Linked DNA regions of Anser cygnoides: all the other regions are linked to region 3. A link is a contact called in public Hi-C data. All regions are on one chromosome and are shown on one strand. Each heading gives the region's core, a stretch centred on a gene start, on an enhancer-like site or on the middle of the called end of the contact. The rest is flanking DNA. Distances are from core to core; before and after follow the strand shown.

What was found. Hi-C and Micro-C count contacts between places; a contact is called where the count stands out from the background.
Region 1: a contact with region 3 is called in a Hi-C map of liver, with 11 times the contacts expected there. The contact joins the promoter of ACO1 here to the promoter of XPA in region 3. A contact is called at or near these places in 2 of 7 Hi-C or Micro-C datasets (both in liver).
Region 2: a Hi-C map of liver shows a contact between it and region 3, with 2.3 times the contacts expected there. The contact joins the promoter of SMU1 here to the promoter of XPA in region 3. A contact is called at or near these places in 3 of 7 Hi-C or Micro-C datasets (granulosa cells and liver).

What each region holds. Positions count from the first base shown.
Region 1 is chrZ:16,948,031-16,951,169 of Taihu_goose_T2T_genome, forward strand. ACO1 (aconitase 1) reads left to right here and starts at 1,820. Exons shown (of 21, transcript XM_048051763.2): 1 at 1,820-1,856.
Region 2 is chrZ:16,564,857-16,567,819 of Taihu_goose_T2T_genome, forward strand. SMU1 (SMU1 DNA replication regulator and spliceosomal factor) reads right to left here and starts at 1,424. Exons shown (of 12, transcript XM_066988682.1): 1 at 1,274-1,424; 2 at 729-939; 3 at 489-641. The coding sequence starts at 1,299.
Region 3 is chrZ:16,695,809-16,698,937 of Taihu_goose_T2T_genome, forward strand. It overlaps XPA (XPA, DNA damage recognition and repair factor), which reads left to right and starts at 1,265. Exons shown (of 6, transcript XM_066988397.1): 1 at 1,265-1,485; 2 at 1,825-1,928. The coding sequence starts at 1,480.

The sequences.
Region 1 (3,139 bases), core at 570-3,069, 250 kb after region 3:
CAACACAGCCTCTGTGTCCTTAGATTCAACCAGCTGATGCTGCAGCAGTACTGCCTCTTCCTGTGTTAAGAAAGCTTCCCTTCCACAGCAGGACCTTGTGTGCCATCCCTACAGACAGAACAGAAATTACAAGCCTTGCAGATATTCACTGACGGAAGTTAAAGCTGACAAATGGATTTTCCATTTCTGTTGCTGACCTGCTATTTTACTAGTCTTTGCTTTCCACAGAAGAGATCTTAGGCTAATCAGATTTTGCAGCATTTGCTTTGGCATGAAGGTATTGCTTCAGTATGAATTGCTTTGGTATGAAGGATTTTATTTTTTTTCATGATTCAAAATCCAGTGACATACATAGGTCTTGGAAATATGTTTTGTTGGGAGCAACAACAAAATTCACGATCTTTTTCTTTGAAAGGAAGTGGACCAAAGAGTTATTTCCAGACTTTATTCCACTACGAGGAAGGTACTGAAATTATGTCATTATTATTATTAAACATGTCCAAAAATCAACAATGCAAACAATTATTGCAACATCTAAAACTCTAAGGAAATCACTGAGAGGTTTTAGAAATTCTCCAGGTTCTATTACTACCAGAAGCATCATTATTTTATGGTGTCCTGAAGAAGTCATTGGCCTTTTTCTTCTACTACCAAATTACAAAGATAACTTCATTCCAAAAAACTCAGTCTTGTGAACCTCTTTGGGTAAAGGTTTGAAAAGAGCATTATGAATGGATGCCCATTTTCATGTCTGAGTTAACCATTTGCTAGAGCCAATCAGATGTTCTAAAAGACTCATTTGATTCTAAAAAGAGAAGATGGAGAATATATATTACTCCATGAGATACTTACACTGAACATAAAGCAGGTCGACCTGTAAAAGACTTTGAGTGATAACTCAAAAGTACCGTATTTTGTAGATGACAAGACATCTAGAAGTATCAAGTAAGACAATAGTAGGTTTAAGTACAGACAGACCCTAGAAGACATAATCATGCCACTTAAACCAATACCAAGTGTATTGACTTAAAATACAAAAAAAGGAAGTAAAAGCAACAACCAATAATGTATCTTCTTTGCTAGACCCTGAGATCCTGTCACTGATTTTCCCTGGTCTGCGTGTTCCAGCTGGACAGTGTGTAGGCAGGAGGATCTGTCAGCACAGGTCAGCGTGCAGAAATCCAACCGGCTGACAACCAGACAAGCCATCTTGGGCATTTTATAGGTTCCAGCAGTCTTTTCCAGCAGAGAAAAGCGCTTCCATTTTCACTCTTTGCATCACCTCCAGCATCTGAGATCTGCTCCTCACCTGCAGTGTCAGCAAGAAGCCCTGCTTGTTCTTCACCTCCTGAACTTTCTTCAGGGAAAAATAAAACAAACCATCAAAAACAACAAAAACATTACTGGCCATCAGTTTCTGCTGGTGGTTAAGCAACAGATCTCCTAGCCACTACTCTCCCAGCTGCTCTCCAGAGATGTGTGAGACATGTAAGCTCTTTTTGTGCGATCCCTGCAGATCTTTAGCTCCCCCTTTCTTTACCTAATGCTTTCACTAGAGTTAGATACATTTTAATTTATTCTTTCTTCTTTATATAATGCTTTTCCTAGAATTACATGCATTTTAATTGACTTTATTCGGGCCCCAAACGCACCCCATTCTATCACGGGCATGCGGGACACGTAGAAACGCCCCACATGACTAAGCCGTGGTGATGGTGTCGTGTCAGTCTTTAGGACACTCTGTCCCCGACATCCCTCTCCAGTACTGGCGTCACGGTATCGATCCCGGCCGGTTTATATGTAACAGGCCGCTTCTGCGGACAGCCAGGCCGCCGGGCTCCCCCGAGGGGCGTGAGGTGATTGTCGCAGCGGGGCCCTGACCCGACCCGGGCAGGGCGCTGTGCCCGGGGCCGCTGAGGAGCGGCACCGCAGCGGGGCGGCCGCTCTCCGAGGGCCGGGGCGGGGTGCGGGCGGCCGGCCGGGGGACAAAGGCCCGGTCAGGAAGGAGAAGGCCGGCCCGCTAAGCCGGCATGCCGGGCGGGGAGGCGGGGAAGCGGGAAGCGAGGGCAGGCGGCCGCCATGCCGCCGCGGCCGGCCCTGAGGGCGGCGGGGCGGAGCCGGCCCGCCCCTGCCCCGTCCCTCCGGAGGCCAGCAGCGGGGCAGCGGCGGTCGGTTCTTCCTGGCTCCCCGGTGAGTGCGGGGCTCGGCGGGGAACGCCGTGCCCTCCTTCGGCCCTTCTGGAAGCCACCGTCCCCGCCGCCGAGGCGCCCCCTTTCCCGGTCGGGTGGCGGGGAGGGCGCGGGACATGGCGGCGGGCGGGGATCGGGCGGCCCGGGGGCACCCGCCCGGCTGCGGCGGGGCCGAGCGGGGCTGAGGAGGGTCCCCGGGGTGCTGGGGGGCTGAGGAGGGTCCCCGGGGGCCTGCCCGGCTGCAGCCCGGTGCCGCCGGGAGCTGCTGTGGTGGCAGGGCTGAGAGGAGGACGGGTTTGTTTTGGGGGGAAGGAGGGTGAGGGGGAGAAGTTAGGCTGCCCTACCGTCATCCTGGTGTAGCTGTTTGGTTATTTTTTGTCTGTTGGAACAACGCTGGCCTAGCCTGCTGATATTTCAGCGGTATCTGAGCGCTACAGGAGAGCGCTTAGCGTGGATATAAAGCACACGGCAACTCGGCTGTGCAGTGAAAATAAAATAAACCCCTCCAAAACCCACTCCAAAACCCGCAAGACACAGAAAGGATGGAGGAAAAGCTTTAGAGGGTGGGAGGAGCGGGGTGAGGGCGAGCCCTGTGTTAAGGTGAGGTTCTGCAGGTACAGGTGCCCCGTAGCAGCCGTCGGGGTTGAAGCTCAGAGGCAGGTATTTGCGTTGCCCAGCCTGGCTGGGCACTGTGGCCGTGGAGATGCTGTGCTCTGGCCTCTGGATTAGGTGTACGTCCAGATTAGTCCCTCCATATCTGTTCAGTATATTGCTGTGTTTCATAACACCACCGCGGCTCTCTCTTATTTATTAACTGGAGGTTGTACTTTGATATTTAGTTTCCAGCTCTGAAGCTAGTGTAGGTGCGAGAAGGGGGAAAGATGTAGAGATCTGGACTTCAGTATGCTTTAGTATCAGCAGGAAACTTGGACTAAAACAGAGGATTCTCT
Region 2 (2,963 bases), core at 174-2,673, 130 kb before region 3:
GAATCCCCTTCCAGATTCATTTTCTATTAGGCCCTTCAAAACAGCCCATCTCTATCTTCAACCCTTCAGATATTGCAGACATGCTTTCATTAAGAATTTCAGTTTTTCATAATCAGATAAATCCTTACTATTGCTATTATACAACAGCAGCTTTGTAAACGAAGTAAACATTTTCTTCTGCACACATAAGACAGGGAAAGTGAGGTAGATGTCAAATGATGAGCAAAACATCATCCTGTGGCAGGACAGAGGTGTAACTCCCTAAAATCCCACCTTCAATATACTTCAAAATTACTGTTCTGTTGCCTTGTGGTCAGGAACTACCCGTTATTTCCCAGACATTTTGTAAGACACCTAAAACTGTCAAGCTGCATGTTCTTGCTCCCAGAGGGAAAAGATGCCGTAAGCCCTTGACAACTTAGAGCAAGGCTAGGAAGTCACACAAGACAGCATGGTGTCACAAGGTATGCAGTAAGCATGTAACCTACCTCACGAGGATCAAAGTAAGACCTGGCCAGAAGGTTTTCCAGGTGGATGTACCGCTCTGGCTGGGTCTGCTTCAGCATGATCATGGGATCCGTCTGCCTCAGCAGGGAGCGGGCAGCACCCAGCTCCCGCAGCTCGATCAGCTCCAGCACAACCTGCAGCGGGGCAACAAGCACGGGGTGAGCTCAGGACAGCGTGGTGTACCTCCACAGGGCCCCGTGGCGGCACCTGCTCTGCCTCACCTGCTCGTAGAGGTCAATGAGGGTCTTGTCAGGCAGCTTCAGAGACTGTATGGCCTGCAGCACCGTGTCCCAGTGCCCGCTGTTGATGTCAGCCACAAAGCTCTCGATGCTGTCCACGGTGTTGAGCGACACGGTGGTCTCCTCCTGCAGCGTGGCGAGGGCGCGGTGCAGGCTGTTCTCCTTCAGGTACTGCATGATCAGGCGGATCACACTGCCGGGGGAACGCGCACCATCAATGGCGGGTGGGGGGGAGGGGGATCGACCAAGGGACTCCCGCACCTCTCCAGGGCCACACCCCCGACCCCGTGCCCCCCCAGGACCCCCTCAGAGCCTTTCAGGGCCCCCTCAGAGCCCCCTCAGAGCCTTTCAGGGCCCCCTCAGAGCCCCCTCAGAGCCTTTCAGGGCCCCCTCAGGGCCTTTCAGGACCTCCTCAGGGCCCTTCAGGGCACCCCCAGGACCCACTCAGAGCCCCTCAGGGCCCCCCCAGGACCCCCCCAGGACCCCTTCAGGGCCCCCCCGCCGCCCCCCGGCCCGGCCGCACGCACTCGGAGGACTCGATCTCGATCGACATCTTTGCTCCTCCGCCGCCACCGGAAGCCCCGCGCCGCCTACGTCGCTTCCGGCCTCGCGCGACGTCGCTTCCGCCAGGCCCCTCCGCCGCCGCTGCTGCCGCCTCCGCGGGACGGCGCCTTACCACGTGACGGGGGAGCGGGGGGGGGGGGGGGGAGGGAGGGAGCGGCGTCACGTGACGGAGGCAGGGCGGTGTCTCCTGGCAACGGCGGCGGGGGGCGCGCGCCCCCTGGCGGCCCGTCATGGCGGGTGGGGTGGGAGGGGGTGATGGGGGGGCAGTGCTGTGGAATAAAAGTTGGTGTGTTGGGTCTGCTGCTGGTGGTGGTGTCTTATTTTTTCTTGCCCCTCAAAGCATAACTTGGTGCACAGAGCAAGCACCCAGGGAAGCGTGCTCGAAGTTACGCTGCCCATTGGTGTCCCATGGCCGCCTGCTCCTCACACACAGCCTTGTGCGGCCATTTCAACACCCAAGCACAAAACTCCGCTCTCACTCAGGGGAGACCTCATTGCTCTCTGCAGCCACCTGAAAGGAAGCTGTGGGGAGCTGGGGTGAGCCTCTTCTCACACATAACTAGTGACAGGACTAGAGGGAATGGCCTCAAGTTGTGCCAGGGGAGGTTCAGGTTGGAAATGAGGAGACATTTCTTCTCAGAAAGAGCAGTCAGGCATTGGGATGGGTTGCCCAGGGAGGTGGTGGCATCACCATCCCTGGGGGTGTTCAAGGAAAGGTTGGACATGGTGCTTGGGGACATGGTTTAGTGGGTGACATTGGTGGTAGGGGGATGGTTGGTCCAGATGGTCTTGGAGTTCTCTTCCAACTCTAATGATTCTATGATTCCTGCAGAGCCACACTCCTTCCCTCTCCGGGGTTTCTCCATGGTGGCACTCAGAAATGGCAGAGTGCAGGTCAGGCCTGGCCTGGGCTTGGGACAGTTTGCGTGTGCAAGTTTGGGGACGTCATACCACAGATCTTACTCACTGTTTGCAAACCTGGAGCCAACCGAGTGAGAGCTCTGCATTGCAAGAGTGTGGTCATGCGTTAAGGAATCACAGAATCATTGAGGTTGGAAAAGACCTTCAAGATATTCTGGTCCAACCATCTCCCTACTGCCAATGTCACCCACTAAACCTGCACTAAACTATGACGCTGCATATGGCAGTATTTCATTAGCGAGGAACTTATTAGCATATCCTGACTGCTTTAATTATGGAGTACTGTAAGAGCTGAAATGTGCTGCTGCTGTGCCGGGCAGAGCCCTCCAGTGGTGAGAGGGAACATGAGACGCCCATGCTAAACACACAAAGGGTGGCTGCGAGTCCATCCACGCTTTTCGCTTGGACTGTGACCGAGGCCAGAAGTCCCGAAGCCCTGGTTAATGCAAAAAGGCAAATAAAGCTGACTCTGCCCTCCTCGCTGCATGTGGGCTTAGGTGGAGTTGCCAGGAAGGAAGCTCCTCACATGGGTGGCTGGCCACACCAAGGGTCTCGCGGCTCTTATCTGCCCGGCGCGGGGCACTTCCCACCCGCTTATAGCAAGGGCCTGATACCAGCACTAGGCTGCCAGCACAAAAGCTTTTGAAATCTGCTGTAGTCAGCCCCTCTTAGACGGGCTTGTTCCTTGCTGTTTGTCTAGGCTTGGTGTACAATTTGCTGGATGAGCCATGG
Region 3 (3,129 bases), core at 15-2,514:
GCTCCTTACCCTTTTCTCCAAGGGAATGATGAGCTGTCAAGCCACCGGTTTGCTGCCTCCCCACACTCAGCTACTCACTGATGCTATTTACCATGGGTATGAATTAATGCATGTCTGCACTTGCTGATTAATGATGGCTGCTGTTGGCTACCAGCGGCCAAGCAATACCAAGAATTGCTTGGCATACAGCACCTGAAAAACTCTCTAAAACACAGTTATAATTATGATTAAATCCTGTGCACCCATTAAGCTATGCATGTTTAATATCATGAGTATTAACACATGACTAAAAGAGTGCATACAAGATAGTCTATAAACCCTTGCAAATGCGTAACTATCTGTTCTATTGCCTTTTCCCAGCCAGGAAAATTAGAAGCATTGCATTTGATTCATTCTGGTAGGAAGCAGAGTTGGGGAGAATAGTCTGTTCTGATTGCCTAGCCAGACTGACCCTGAGAAAAAGAAAAAAAAAAAAAACTAAGAAAAAAAAATGTAGCATATGCTTCTAAAACAGTTTCCCTTAATCAAGCACTAGCTGAATTGCACGAGTCGTTGTGGCCCATGGCTTACTTTGCTTAAGTGCCTTGCCTCTGAATTTGCTTTTGTTTATATGTTCTATTTTCCTTTTAATCCTAATTCTGAATTGGTTGCATAATATCCTTCTACCCTCAAAGCCCTTTTTTGCACTGCCCCAAACTTCACGTTTCAATGCAGTTTTGATTTGCGACTCACATAGAATTATTTGCTAATCCTCAGGCACAACTCAAAAGTTAACTTCTCCCTAAATTTCTACTCCTATAGAACAAGGGGGAAAAATCAAAGGAATCCAAACACACGTTTGTTTTCCAAGCAAACAGTTCGATTTCCAAGTCACCTAGTAAACACCTGGCTTCAAACTACTTTTATGTCAATTGCTTGTAATGTGTTAGTCAGTATCTTTGTACGTCTGTCTCTAGCAAAGTCCAAAGGAGAGAGCAATGAGGCTGGAGGAGTGTATGCTCGTGCCACACCATTTCTTAGGCTGCTTCCTGCAGGCCGGGACTGTGACTTGTACTTTCATCTGTTAAATACCTCCTGTTCCAGACCCGCCTGTGTGGCTGTGAGGCGCATCTGGACATGTGCATTGCGGCACTTCTCCAACTTTGTACGGAACCCGAAAGGCAGTCTTGGTGGGAGCGGAGGGTTGATCACGGCTCGGTTATAAATCTTCAAGGGGAAGGTTCCCGGATCTGTGATCTGTGGCAAGGAAAGTATTTCAATCGACGGGAGAAACTACCTGCCACTCACGCGAACAACTGAGCCGCTTAAAATGTCTTCGTCTGCGTTTAAATATAAATATATATATTATTTCCCAGAAGCAGGACGTTCTTTTCACAACGTTTGCAGCACACTCTGCTGGCTGATGTCGAAAGTAAAACCAAGCCCACGTGACGGGCTAGAAAGCACCAAGTATTTTTTGACACAGCAGAGGCACAGTCTATGCAGGTAATTATCGTGGAGAGCTAGGGCCGGCACGGAGGGGCGGCGGGGGGGCAGCGGGGAAGGGCTGGCGGGGGGATTTGGGTCGGTTTGGAGGGGCAGAAACCCCTCGGGGGTTGGGGAGGAAGGGCTGCTGCTGTGCTGTAAGGTCATAGCGACTCGGTCCGGAGCCAGGGAGCAAAGATCTGTGCTGATGTCTTCATTTCCGTCTCCTCAAGGACAGGGCAGGCACCGTGCAGCCGCCGGGGCCGCTGGCTGCTGGCTATTAAGCTGGCATTATACGAAAGTGGCTTACGGCCACATTTGCATGACAAAGCCATTTACGGGTATCTCATCAATAACCAGGGCTGCGGGCTCCGTCCATTCTCCTTTTCCTTTCGCTTGTGGGCCACGCACAGCCACGGGAAGCCAGCGGCCGGCTTTTTGCTGAAAAAAAGGAAAAAAATGAGGTACCGATTCCCGTGACCGGTGTAGGTCACCCGGGCTGCAGGCGGCCGCGGTAATAAAGTATCTTTTTTTTTTTTTTTTTTGAGGAGAGAAAGTGTGAGGGGGGAGGATATCAGGACAGAAAGCGTGGGTTTTTTTGTTATTTTTTTTTTAGGAAAAGTGTGGTGGGGTGGTGGTTCTAGGAACGTGGTGGGGGAGAAAAATGGAGCGTGGTGGGGGTTTTGGGGGGGAGAAAAATGGCTTTTTTTATGAGACAACGTGGGGGCTTTCGGGTTCCTTTCTTATTTTAAGGAAAGAAAAGGCCCGGTGCGCGTGGGGAGGGGGTGGGCTGAGGCCTGGCGGCGCCGGGGGCCTCCCGCCCCGTCACGGCCGGGCCGGGGCAGCGCCGCCCTCCATCTTGGGAGCGGGGCGAGGCCCGTGTGGTGCTCTGAGGACAAAAGGGTCATTAGCTGGGTACGGCTCTTATTTAATTCTTTATTTATTTTATTTATTTTATTATTTATTTAAAAAAAAAAAAAGCCAAAAAAAAAGTATTGCTCAAGCCCGGCCGGGGGGAGGGGGGGAGGGGAGGGGTGGCGTGAGGTGTATGTGGGGGGGGGTTGGTGCAGAAAGCGCTCGAAAAGGCGCGCGCGGGGAAATCGCAGGGTCATGCGCTCCCCTCCCCCACCGCCTGCTTCCCGCCTCGCCTCTCCCCCTCCCCTCCCCTCCCCCCCCCAACGGAGCCCCCCTCGGGCCGGGCCCCCCCCGTCCGGCGCCACGCAGGCCGCAGCCCCCGCCCCGGGAGGCCCCCCCCTCCCTGCCCCATCCCCTCCCCTCCCCCTCCCTTTTCCCGTCACCCCCCGCGCGGCGGCGGGACGGAGAGGGGGGGGGAGGGAGAGGGGGCGCCCGCGTGGGCGGGGCCGCGCGCCGCGCGCCTGCGCAAGGAGGGGGGGCCTCGCCCCTCCGGTCCCCTCCCCCGCCTCCCTCTGTGCGCAGGCGCAGTGCGGCGGCGGCTCGGCGAGGGGAAGGGCGAGCCCGCCGCTGACGGAGCGGGGGGAGCTCCGCGCCCGGCGCAGCCCGGCCGATCCCCGCACCGCCATGGCGGGCGAGGCCCCCGCGGGGGCTCGGCAGGCTCGGAGCGTGGCGGCCGGCGAGGAGCGGCCGCCCCTCTCGGCGGCGGTGCTGGCCAAGATGGAGCGGAACCGGCAGCGGGCGCTGGCACTG